2 separate regions of the Ovis aries genome follow, and region 1 is linked to region 2. A link is a contact called in public Hi-C data. All regions are on one chromosome and are shown on one strand. The core of a region is the stretch at or near the end of the contact, and the rest is flanking DNA. Distances in the headings are between cores, read along the strand shown.

What was found. Hi-C and Micro-C count contacts between places; a contact is called where the count stands out from the background.
Region 1: a contact with region 2 is called in a Hi-C map of hypothalamus, with 3 times the contacts expected there. The contact joins the promoter of PEX2 here to the promoter of ZFHX4 in region 2. A contact is called at or near these places in 3 of 16 Hi-C or Micro-C datasets (hypothalamus, muscle and tail adipose tissue).

The regions. Positions count from the first base shown.
Region 1 is chr9:53,178,450-53,181,204 of ARS-UI_Ramb_v3.0, forward strand. PEX2 (peroxisomal biogenesis factor 2) reads right to left here and starts at 1,276. Exons shown (of 2, transcript XM_012183895.5): 1 at 1,153-1,276.
Region 2 is chr9:52,823,804-52,826,556 of ARS-UI_Ramb_v3.0, forward strand. ZFHX4 (zinc finger homeobox 4) reads left to right here and starts at 1,469. Exons shown (of 11, transcript XM_027973073.2): 1 at 1,469-1,801.

The DNA.
Region 1 (2,755 bases), core at 26-2,525, 350 kb after region 2:
ACAGATTGAGTGCTCCTCCTAATTTCTAAAAATGAGAATAAGGCCAAGAGGTAGAGCTGGTCAGGAGCAGAAACTCAACTCTCTTGACTCAGTCTAGCATGCTCATTGCTATGTCCTCTTACTTCTATTTTTTCCCCTATTTCTAAGGAAAACAAAATAAGAGGTTCTTTTTCACTTGTATTGTCAATAAAGAATTCCTAACTCCACTCTTTCTTTTCTTCCAAATCTCTTTCTGGCTCAAGACTACTCAACTTTAATGTTTCTGGATACAAGAAATGGATAATATGGGCAAGATGAGGGAGAAGATACAGTCATCCTGAGATATTCTGCCAAGGCTTAACTAAAGGTAACTCATTAGGGGAAGGCGTTCAGACTGTAAACTGGTGTGGATGGAACCTCAGCCTACCTGTAATTTCTACTGTTCAGATACAGTGTTCCAAGGACATCACAGAATACCAATACCATTAGACGTGAACAGTCTACATACAACTTAGTCTCATTCTGTGAACAGCCCTTTCACTAAATGTAGTATTTTCGGAAAACGATAATAAGTAAACAGTGAGTTTTAAGGCCTCACAAAAAAAATGACCTTTATATTCTAATTATCAGGTATCAATGTTAAATGTAACTGACTCATTGTAAGCAATTTTCTAAGAAAATTCTCAGTAGTTTTTTCTCCCCAAGAAAATTAAAACTGCTTTTGAGTTTATAGGCTTTTTAAAATATTGGAAACTTAAGCCTACTCAACTTTTTGGTACCAAACAGCGCTATACACGAACCATCAGATATCAGGAAAAGTTTGGACCCTCGGTAATTCTTAAGCCGTTCAAAAGGGTTAAATCTCACCACCGCCAAGTGACAGGAAACGATTTCCAAGTATGTTCTAGAAAATCACTTCCCAGAACGCAAAGGAAACTCAAATCTAGCTGTCCTTTTTTCCTTTTAATGCCATCCTAAGACTATTTTTAGACTTTTAGGTTTGCTCCACTGCCTTTCCCAAAATCAGACTTTGCCTCTTCCAGGAAGACAGGAAGCCAAATTAAACAGGGAAACAAGCAAAGGGCGACAATTACAAGGTCATGAAACTCCACGCCCTCCCAGTTGTAAGCAAGACCGCAGGTCCACACTCCGACTCTCTCGGGCGACACTGACCTTAGGAGTCTGCGAAACGCCCCGCTCCAAGTAACTGTTTCTGAAACATCTCTGGGAAGCTTGGCTTTTCCAAGGCGAACCTGCGGTCCCCAAGCTTCCGGAACTCGTGGGTTTGCGGAGTGACGCAGCACCCGGAAGTGCCTGGAAAAAAAAAAAAGTGGAACTAAACCAACGAGAACCACGCTTTAACGCTCTGAGAAACGCCGAACTCCGACGAGCCGAAGGGCCGAAGAGTCGACGAGCCGACGGGCCGAAGAGCCGACGAGCCGAAGGGCCGAAGAGGACACCCGCGCGCTGATTGGTCTGCTGGCCGTGGGGGAAATCCGCATCTGATTGGCAGGAAAGGCGCGAACCCGGCAGCCCGGGTCCTGGGGGCGCGCGTGGAGAGGCTACCGGGTCAAGGGGCCGCGGGGAAGCCAGGGCTCTGGAGGGCCGGGCTTTCCCTGCCTTCGGACAACGGCAGCCGGCCTCTGAACGAGTGCCGCCGAGTGGCGGCGGGGTGCCTCCGCGTCTTGGGGCCTCTTCGCTCGCTAGGTTGGAGGGCCCACTGCGAGATGGCCGGGTGGGGATGGTAGCCTCCGGCTGCAGCTGCAGCATCCGGGCTGGGGCAGTTTTTGCAGCGCGTGGCTGCCGTGGCGGGAGGGGCGGATGGCTGGTTGGCCTCTGCGGGCTCAGGGAGGCAGGTGGCCTTCAAAGCTTCGGCCCGGGAGGCCTTGCCTTACGAATTGGACCCTCTCTCGCTTGCACAAATCAGAGGCGTGAGATCCTTGCCGCGTGGTCGGTGTGAATCATCCCAGACCTTTAGAAACGCGGACAGTAGGGTCCCCTCGCCCTGGGGAGCTGAGGCAGGATTTCTAGTACTAAGGCCCCGAGGGAAGGTATTTTTTGAGCATTGATCAGGCAATTATGTGTAGCCGGCGTAGAGAATCGTCTCTGCCTATAATAAAGGGATGGCCTTATCTGTCTGGCTTGTTTGCTCAAAGGTTTGAATGAAGTCATGTGGGTACAAGCTCTCTGCACTCAGTAGGTCTTAAAAACGTTTGAGCGCATGTCTCCCCCGCTGCGGCTTCTCAGAACCCAGGAGCACGCAGACCTGCAATAAATGTGTTGACAGACATTGGAGAGCTCATGCTGTAGAAGCAGTGTTTGATTAATTATCCCGTGGAACAGTTGTTATTAAGAATTTGAAACATTATGGACGAGATAAAAGAACATTTATCAATGAAGTCTTACATTGTTCAAATTTGTTTTTACATTGAAGGTACACAATTAGCATCACTTATACCTGGAATTTTGTCCTCTTCCATATATTAAGATCAGAAAGATCAGGCCTAAAAGAAAATGGTGATGGTTTCTCGAATTAATGAAATTCCCACTACAGGAACCAATAGTATAAATGAGATTGGCTTTCCTGATGGGTCAGAATGCGCCTGCCAGTGCAGGAGATGCAATTTCCATTTCTAGGTGGGAAAGATACTGTGGAGAAGGGCATGGCAACCCACTCCAGTATTCTTGCCTGAGAAATCCCATGGAGCCTGATGGACACTCCATGAGGTCGCAAAAAAGTCGGACACCTGGTAGCGACTGAACAGCAAAGGAGCTC
Region 2 (2,753 bases), core at 219-2,718:
TATTTCCTAGATTTGGTGCTTAAGGCCTAAGACAAGGTTTTGTAGCAGATCCTGGCCATCCAGAACTTCAAAGGCCTGTCAGCTCCAAAGGAGCTGATGCCTCACCTGTCCAGGAAGCTGGCCATTGCAAGTATTTCCTGTTCTTTGCTTGTTTGATTTGTTACTCTCTCCTTCTCTCTAGAATCCCTATTTTTGAAATATTGCATAGATGGTGTCTACTTGTAACCTGTGATATGGTGGTGTATTGAGATGCTATCTTTGAGTAGCAACGGATATATATAGAGAGAGATATATATTCCATATTCAGTAGGGGGGTATTTAAAAGTATGTCTATTCCTAGTTTTAGTTAATTATCTTTTAATGAAAGTGTCACTCATATTCACATCTGTAATATTGGAAAGAGATAATTAGATTTTCAAATGAGAATCAGCCACCTTAAATTTTGCACCAGAAAATACCAAGTATATTTCATTCTAATGAGATCTGTAGTGGGGTTTTAAAATTCATCATAATGTGCTTCAAGAAAGATAATTCAACAGACTCACAAGATGAAAGGTTTTCTTCCTAAGTCTTCTTAAAGCTATTACATTGAACTTATGCAATTCTGATAAAATATTCAAAAATATTACATAAAGGCCAGCATCAAGACCCTCACGAACACCCTTGCAACCAGCACTTATCCTCATTTGAAAGTTTACTTTGACTAAACTAACCCCTTCCATCTTCCATGCCCTGGGTTTTCTCTCCTGCATGTTGCCAGCGAAAGATAACGTGTTTAAATTGAGTGTCTACGGGATCCTGGGTGCAATCCCGCCTTTTGAAATAGGCAAGGCAAAGCGGTGTTTGCACACAGCCAGGCACACTTTATTTACATATATCTGCATATTTGCTCAGGATCCTGCATTTCGCTATTAAAGTGGTTTCCTGGACGTAGCAGAAGTAACTCAGCAGAGAAAACCTTTCCAGTGCCCTCACTCTCCTATTGCTGCTTAAAGCTCCCTAGTAAACACATCTCTGGTCCGATAATAATTACTTTGCCTCATTAAAATGAGAAAAAAAAATTTTTCGGAGTGTTTAAAGGGCACGGCTTGGGAGGGATTTGTGTTTTATTTTCTCCCCCTCCTTCCTGAGTGTGTGTGTGTCTAATGAAGTTTGGGAGTCGCGCGCACAGGGGCGCGTGGGGTACGAGCCCCAGAGGTCCCCAGTCCCTGCCCTCTCCGTGGTCGCCGCGTCCCGGGCTCCCGCCACAGCGCTCCGAGCTTCGGAAGCCGCGAGGCTCTGGGGCTGCTCCGAGTCCGGGCTGCGCGTCATTTGCAGTCTGGGGAATGTTGATCACCTCACTAATTACACCTCTCTCTCCCCCCCGCTCCCTCTCCCTCTCCCTCGCTCTCCTCTCTCATTCCCAGAGTGCATATCGGGAATAGACACACAAAGACATGCGCACTCAACTTAATCAGCCATTTTTTTTAAACAGGGCTAAAACGATAATAATTAGCAGAATAAAGACATATCGGATTTTCATTTCCTTTCCTCCTTTTCCCAACCCCTTCACAACCAAACAGCGAGACCGCGGTCGGCACATGCTTTAACTCCTCCCGGATCCCCGAGGACCGCTCCATGCCCCCCACTTTCTGCTCCAGCGTTTTGATTTTCACCCAATAAAGTTCGAGGATTATTTTTTTATTTTATTTTTTTTTTAATGAACCCTCTCGTTTTACTTGGATGTGATCAGCTGTAAGTAAAATAAAAGCAAAACAAAAAAGAGGCGAAGATCGAGTAGGAACTGCAGGGGAAATGGAAAGTAAGTTTTTTCTTTAACTTTTATTGAGTAGTTTGTGTTAAATTTAGGTCGAGTATCGATTATCTTTCCAGCCTGATCTTGCACAATCTTTGATATTTCGCTCCCTCTCTCTCCCTCTCCGCCTCTCTCCCTCTCTGCCCCCGGCTCGCTCGCTCTCGCTCGCTCTCGCTCACATCCCCTCAGCCCGACCATCTCTTCCGCTCTGCCCCCCTTTGCTATCTCTTCCCCCCCCCTTTTTTTTGGCTCCAGGATTTGCTCCGCGGAGGAAGGGAGGGGGCACTGAAGGCTCTGATTTTCCACTTTCTTGCGGGGTTGGGGGGGGAAATGCGTTTTTCGGGATTTAACTTTTGGATTAAGTGGCGGATCATCCACGTTTGGCCGAGCAGTTTTCTCTCCTTTTGCCTGTCTTTTCGGGTTCTGTCTCCACCGCGAGCCCGGGGCTTTCTCGAGGCGCGGGGAAGCTGTCAGCTCCGCGGCGGCGCGGACACTGCCTGCGGGGTGCGGGGGGTGTGGGGGGGGGCGCAACCCCTCGCCCGGGTCGGGATGCCCCCTTCCTTCGCACCCCTCCTCCGAAAGTTTGGAAGGTGGTCGGTGGGGGCTCGGAGCCCATCTCTCGCTGTTCCCCTACCCTCCCGTTCAGCCTCGATTTTCTCCTCCTCTCATCATCCACCGTTCCCTGGCTCAAGTTCCGCGAAGGGCGCTCGGTGCGCGGAGGCCCGGTGCTCAGTGCGCCCCAGGGCAGGGGGTTCCGAGAGCTGGGGCGCGTGCCGGGGCTGCAGGTAGACGCCGGGCCGCCTGAGCGCGAGGCGGCGCGGACCCGGGCGCTGGAAGACGCCGGGCAGTTCCGTTAGGAGGCAGGATCGCCGGGCCTCGGGGCCGGGGACCCGCGAGGCGGCCGCAGCTCTCTCCCGACGCTTTCGCCGCCGGGTGTGCCTTAGAGCGGAGGACAGCT